Linked DNA regions of Dromaius novaehollandiae: region 1 is linked to region 2. Evidence: chromatin contacts called from public Hi-C data. All regions are on one chromosome and are shown on one strand. The core of a region is the stretch at or near the end of the contact, and the rest is flanking DNA. Distances in the headings are between cores, read along the strand shown. Region 1 overlaps LOC135330602 (a long non-coding RNA gene). Region 2 holds the start of ATP5PO (ATP synthase peripheral stalk subunit OSCP).

Region 1 (3,767 bases), core at 653-3,152, 250 kb after region 2:
CACATGGATTGTCCAAAATGAGGAGGTTGTGCCACTGGTGGTGAACTGTACTGTGTATCCCGCCCATGTAGGGTTGGGGAGCCTAGCATACACCTGATTCATACGAAGGGTGTTGCTAGGCAGCTATGGTTTTCCTGAGTAACAGACTTTTCCACTAGGAGGGCACATACAGGGCAGCAAGCCATGATTTGCTATGTGTCTAAGCCAAAGTCCTGTGTAGTAAAGGGAGCTTGTCCCAGGGGCTTGTCCTCCAGCTTTGCACTTGTGCAGCTAGTGCTGCAGTGCTGTTCCCCATAGCTCTCTCTTGGGCTCCTCCACCTTGTTCCATCAACATCAAATTATGTGGCTCAAAACCAGACTTCCTGGTTCCCTTCTTTTGCTGCTTAGGTCATATTTTGGGGAGTCATTCTGGGGAATAGGGGAGTTTACAATAAGTTATTCTGGAGCAACAACGATGTCAGCATCATCCGAGGATTAGTTGGTGGAAAAGCCCTTGATGCTGAATGAGCTGGTGGAAGGGTTGGTGGGGTGAGCTTGGTAGGTGGAAGCATGACAAGCCTTCTGGGTGCATGACTGGGATAGGGTAGGCAGTCTGGCTTTAAGGGCAAAGAGCTTGCTGTCAGGATACAATGACCCTAGCCAAAGAGTGACTGTTGCTGCCAGGCTTATGGTGAGACTGTAGCCAGATGAGGCCATTGTCACATGGATGTGTCACTACTACCATCCTCTCTGAGAGCTGCAAATTGTCCTTCAAATCTACATCCTCCTGGTGGGTGATTCTTCTTTCATCCAAGGGCTTTCCTTGCCTGAAAGGCTTGCATGAAAGTCAACAGACTACCTGAAAGGCTACATACTTGAGACTGAAATATCTTTCCCCATCTCAAGTGGTTGTTCCCGCTCTTGGCTTTGAAGTCCTCCTTTAACTTTTTCACCTTTGCCCAGCATGGCTCTCCAATCTGCATTTACCCCAGTGGCCAGTCTGTCCAGGGATCTCTGCATACCTACAGCTGTTGCAGGTCCTCACTGTGAAATCATGGCCCTGCACATATTTCTTCTTCCCACCCCTCCAACCCCTCTGCCCCGGTTAGTGACGACTGTGTGAGCCTTATCTGGCTTCAGACAAGTAGCTCCCACCATTCAGTGTTCAAGTGTTTGGCATGCCTGGCTGCAGAGATGTAGATTAGAGTGTTTTGCTGGCAGTGCCCAGCTTCTGAAGAGACATGTTGTGTTTGAAGGGACAAGAGAGGGGGACCAGGCACCATGGCCTGTGTTGCTGGTGCTCAGAGAGTCTGGCCTCAAGGGAGCTTCAGGGGCAGGTGAACAGGGCAGAACAGGCACAGATTGGAGGCACAGATAAGAGCTGACTCACTCAAATCCCTCAGCCAGGGAGACTTTATGTTTAAGGGGAGAGAGAAAACAAAAACCCATACTGTCGCCTTATCACAGGCTTGAGATTGTGGTCCAGTGGAGTGAGACTGGATGGACAGAAGCCTAATCTGGCTCAGGTCTGCTATTTGCCTGTTGGGTGGTCTTGGCATTCTGCTTGCTTTTCCGTCTGTGAAATGGGGCTAAGTGGTGCTTACCTTTGTTTTCAAGACCTTTCAGGTCTCAGCATGAAATGTATTATGTAAACGAGGAAGGTTCTCAGTTTTATTTCTTAGCAATGAACACCAGACCTTGAATTTTGACCTTTCCATGTTGTTTGTTTTTTTTTTACGAGTATCCATACTTGCTTCACCAGGCCTGAACTAAGTGGACTGGTAGCAATTGAAGGTCAGGATTATTTTCCTGCCAGCTCTAACCATATAACTAGGGGTTTCAGCAGTGCTGGAGGGGGGTATATTTATGGGCATGCAGATGAGCCACCATTTGGAAGCATTTCTGTTGGTATGTGGAGGGATGGAAGTACAGCTCTGTGGGGACACGGTGTGGTCGCTCCTGAAAACGGCACCTGATCTGCATGAAATGAACCTCTGGCTTTCTCTTTAGCTATATATAGGCATAGTGCAAGACCGAAGATGAATTTGCATGTCATAATAGTAGAGTAAATATAATTGCCAACTTGTAAAGTTACCTAGCTGTTGGCTCCTGCCTTTTGGTTGGCCAAACTTTGACACTGACCAGCTTGCAAAGATGAAAAATATTGACTGTCTTCTGCACTTTGACTCCTGATGACTTTGCACTCGATCTTCTTGGCCAGATTCAGTGGAGATGCTAAGTGTATCTCAGCCAGTGTAAATCATGCCTCCTTCTGTCTTGCTCCATTTGTAAATGATACCAACCTAGACACTGTGTTTGCCTCTACAACAACTGCACATGGATAGGCTTTCTCTGGGAATTTTAATCTAACTGGGAAAGTTATTTCCATGCAAACTGCCCCCCTCAATACAGTTCAATGTGCCCACTAGGCTGTACAGCCTGTGAAGAAGTCTGTCTGAGCCTACACTGCTATAGCTATCCCTGCTACCTAAATTTCAGGTTTAACCTTCCTTGGAACTTTTCCAGCAGTAATTTAGACTACCCTAGATTCAAGTCCTGTCTTTGATAGGTAACTCCTACATAGATAATATATACATCAAATCTGAAGCTGAAAAACTGAAAGACCCTGATCCCTCATTTCCCACAGCTTATCATCTAGCTGGAGGGATGTGCAGGAGGTACTGTTAACTCAACTGGGCCAAGCCCAGACTTCTCCTTGTCTGGCGTGGGTGCTACTATCCTGATTTCTGAATTAAAGTCCTCCCTTCCTAAGGAGGAACATGGCTTTGATGTCCATGAGCTAACCTCTGGATTATCCCTTCTCTGAACTTGTTCATATATGCACCCAAGAGATCCCGTTAAACTTTCTGCTGCAGCCAGCAGTAGCGGCAGAGGGAGGGTGCTGTGCTGAACCATGCAGTAATACCCTCTCTGTGGACTGGATCCATAACCATGACAGCTGACTGAAGAAACAGCAACAAAGCAAGGAACTCACCAACCTGTCAAAACCTAAGGGTTTTCGGTTTGGATGAGATTTTGACTCACCCATCTCACAACTCCTCAGTAGCCCAGGCACCATACAGACTGCCCCTGCACCCCCACCCACCTACCTGAGACTCCATTCCCTTTCCAAGAGGAAGGTGCAATGTTTGAGTTTTAGTTCAGGTTGGAAGGAGATTACATTTTGTAACAAAAAAAATTGTATGTGAAATGGAATTAGTGTTTTCTGCCTAGTTCTCATAGTGATGCTGTAGAGACTGTGAATTTGGATCCCTGCTTTGCACATGCATTTGAGATTGTTTCCCTGATAGAGCTGAAGATCTCATAAAATTTATCAGGGACTTTGCTCTGGGATTCTGATTAATCTAGAAAGAGCTCAGATGTACAGTGATATGTATCAGGATCAGATTCTATTGCAAAGATGGCTCTGAGTTCCTCAGTTCCGTCAGTTTAAGAGAATAGCTGGTTTCAATGCATTATTAATGATGCTTGACATGGCATTTGATCTCTGATTCCACAAAGTTCAGGACTGTTCAGATGAGCCTTTCGTCCTTACTCTTCTCATTATGTGAGTTTCAGACACCCACGATGTAATATTAATGATTAATTAAAAATACCCCTCACCTTGGAATTAGTAATAGACATTCTTGTTTAAAAGAGCAAGGGAATTCTAGGACACTAACAGTTATGTGGGGACTCTCAGGCAGACTTTCATCATCCAGGTAGCACGGATGTTGCGTGCAAGGTAGGGCATAATACAGGAATAAAAATTTTTGATTCATTTTCCA
Region 2 (3,386 bases), core at 287-2,786:
TTGATAACAGATCCAACCAGTAATTGCTGGATACCAAAAAGCCAGTTGCAGAGAGACTTTCACCTTGGTAAGAGGTGAGATTTTTCCTCAGTGTTCATACAGCAAGCTGCTTATGCTAGAGAGAGCAAAATTAAACTAAAGAAGTTTGTCTTTTATGCCATTGCCTGTTAGCTTGGTCTAGATTATTCTAACTCACCTGGGCAGTGGTAACTGTGCACAGCACTTCTCCTCGGTATGCGCTCATGATCTTCCCAAATGCAGAAACAATATCTGGAGTGTAACGCAAGCGACCGTTTTCAGCAAGCAAGTCTGGAAAAGGTGGATGTATTAAGAGGGTTTAAAGCACCCAAAAGAAGCAGGTGTGGTTAGCTACTGGTCATAACAATTAGCCTTAGATGTTTTTCAAAATTCAAATGCTTACTTACTCATCAGGTTGACAGTAATAGGGGACATCTTCTCTTTTGCTAAAACATCGTTTACAGCTTTTTGTTTAACTGTGCTCTTGGTATGAGGGTTCATAACAACACTGGATAGTTTGGGATCCTTCATAAGAGTCTAAGAGAATACACAAATGACATGAAAGCCAGGAATTTTCTAGGCATTACAAGGCCAACCTAGACGATTCAGGGTGGGCAACAAGGTCATTAGTTGAGCAAGAATAAAGAAAGGTCAGAAGTAAGCAGTTAGGAAATAACAACTTCACATGTTGCACATTTACAATATGCTTCTTTCACAGCTGATGCTGTATCACTGCTAAACAACAGGCTGAGGAGCAGCACTAGAGGCAAAAAGGACCAACACAAAAACAGACTGCAGGTACAGGCAGCAGACTTAAAAGGGGGGGGGGGGGGCAGAGTATTTAAGAGCTGAATCCATCCCCTACTGAGAAGCTGTAGGTGAGCCCTGCTGCCCCCAAACTGCCGTGAGAGCTTAGGCCTTACCCAGACTCGGCTCAGCTCCTTCTCTACCTGGTCCAACTTCTTCTGCTTGGAGGCGGCGGAGTACAGCGCGGTGGCGTAGCGGCCCTCCAGCCCGTATACCTGGATGGGGGGCTGGGGAGCGAGAGCAGGCGGGCGCTGAGAGCTGCCCGGAGCCGGGGAGCCTACGGCTCGCCGGTGACCCCCTTCCTCCTCCTCCCCCTTTCCCCAGACCCCCTCACCTTGACCAGCTTGGAGACAGGCCTCGCCGCGGACATGCTCAGGTGCCGCACCTGCGGGACGCATGTAACGGGTAGCATCGCGGCGCAACCGCCACCTCGGGCCGGGCGCGCGCATGGGGGTGGGTGAGGCAGGGAGGGGGCTCGAGATCCCGCACTGACACGGGGGAGGGGGGTAGACACACACAGTCCCATCTCCCCGCGCCCTCCCCCGCGCCCTCCCCGCCCGTCACCTTCAGACAGAGCCCCGCGGCCGCCGCCATCTTCTCCGACCGCCACTCTAGGTCACAGCGGAGCCCCGCCGCCGGTGACGCGACGCGCACGCGCGGCCGCCGACAACCTTTTCCGCCCCCTCCGTCCTCCTTGCTGCGGGGCGCACTGGGAGAGGTAGTTCTGAAGGGCGGCCTGCCGCGCGCTGCCTGCTGGGAGGTGTAGTTCCTCGGAGGGGAAGGGGGGCGGCCGGGCGCGCGCGCCCAAGGGCCCAGCGCCCTCCGCCCCTGGCTGCGCCGCCGGGCGTGCTGCTCCCCCAGGCCCTCCGAGCCGCCTTGGCTGGGGATTAGAGGGGAAAAGCCATGAGTCAGGGCCCCATGGCTGCCTAGCAAGTCTGAGGGGTGAGGCAAAGGTGGCTGCAGCTCTCCTCCCGTGGGAGCCTGCTGTTTTTTGGTGGCCGGGTGGTTTGTGCCTGGCCCGCACATGAAGGAAAGGAAAGCGGAGGCACTGCTGACATCCTTGGCCTCCAGGTGCTGAAGCTGTAACTGTAACACCACATATGGTGAAACTCAAGATGAAAAATCCCTGTCTTTGTGCCCCTTCCCACATGTCATCTTGTGTAGCTGAAAATTATTTTTCGCAGAAAGAGTCATAGGAATGTGGCTCCAGAGACAATTACAGTAACCACAGCAATTGCTCTCCTTGCAGGCCCCAACCCAGTATGTGACTGTCTTGCATGAGCAGTTGCAACATGTTCTCCAGTTCGGTCACTGCAGTCTGATTATTTGTGTCTTTGCAGGTCGAGGGGCTAAGGGAAGGGAAAAGTCATCTGTGCCACAAGGATCACTTGGGCGGCTTGCAATTATTGTAGTATGGTGAAGTGACTTATGACTTAGCATCTAATGCCCTTTCCTGTGTTCCTGTGAGGTTCCTGTAATTCACTCAAACATATTTCCTCCATTCAGAGGCACCAAGAAAGAAATCTTCACATAAAAGTTCTTCAAAAGAGAAAATGTGAGCTGTGCTTTCCTCACAGACATCTCTGGTGTCCTCTAGCACAGTGAAACTCTCTGAAATATGATGATCTATTTCCTCCCCTTGGATAAACTAGATCCAAACATCTCCTGGGGCAAAGAGACAATCTTCCAGGTAAAGCGTAGGGCAGGCAATCTGAATTTTAGCTCTGACTTTGTCACGGTCTCCCTGTGTGACCTTGAACAGCTCACCCAAGTCCTGCATATCGCTGCACTATCTTGAATGATTAAACTCTTTCTCTCCCTAATTCTTCCATCTTTTCTACGAGAAAAGGTAAAACAATTGGCTGCTTCATAGAGCTGTTACAAAATTTGAGTAATTATTGACTAGCTCAGTCTGGAGGTGCTATTGAAATACAAAGCATTGCATTAATGACGAACATGCTACATCAGTATGCAGGGCAGACTTTAAACACTAGATGTTGCTGTTGCTACAAATTGAAAGACTAATGATCACCTTTGTGATCACCCTGGCTAAGACAAACCTAGAGAATTATAACCATGCTCTGCAGGAAACACAGCCTTAATAAAAAAGCTGTGCTACCATCCTACCAGAGATAAGACAAGATCACCAATGTGCTTTCTTCTAGATGTTGGAATTTGGTTCCTTCTTCTGTCTCTAGCTGTGCTTGCTGTGGTGACATTCAAAGATATACAAGTATAGTCCATGACACATTTAAGCCTGACATAACACCATTCTTCTGAATAATTTTAATATCTATGGTACTAAGAAATGCATATCTAAAATGCAGAAAAGTCTTTGTTTTTCTTTAAGAAGAAGAGCATATTCTGTCTACTTTTTGTGATAATGTGCATGCATGGATGTTTTGAAATGGTGCACATGGATCCATGACACACGGATTTATTTGAACTAGGGCCACGTGTCCAAAATTTTATTAGTGTCATTCTGAAACACTGTATGATCTTGTAGCATTTTTATACATAAGAAAATCTGGCTTATTGAGGCCAGTCAAATAACTGAGAGC

What was found. A called contact is a pair of places that touch in the nucleus more often than the background predicts.
Region 1: a Hi-C map of liver shows a contact between it and region 2, with 11 times the contacts expected there. The contact joins the enhancer-like site here to the promoter of ATP5PO in region 2. A contact is called at or near these places in 3 of 4 Hi-C or Micro-C datasets (brain, liver and ovary).

The regions. Positions count from the first base shown.
Region 1 is chr1:117,889,074-117,892,840 of bDroNov1.hap1, forward strand. The region is part of intron 6 of LOC135330602 (a long non-coding RNA gene); the gene reads left to right. Among named protein-coding and RNA genes, the nearest start is that of KCNE2, 13 kb to the right of the region's middle. Within about 2 kb of position 1,903, at least 2 of the 2 cell types and tissues checked have open chromatin away from gene starts, as enhancers often do.
Region 2 is chr1:117,641,647-117,645,032 of bDroNov1.hap1, forward strand. It overlaps ATP5PO (ATP synthase peripheral stalk subunit OSCP), which reads right to left and starts at 1,537. Exons shown (of 7, transcript XM_026108549.2): 1 at 1,390-1,537; 2 at 1,160-1,210; 3 at 942-1,052; 4 at 426-555; 5 at 197-309. The coding sequence starts at 1,419.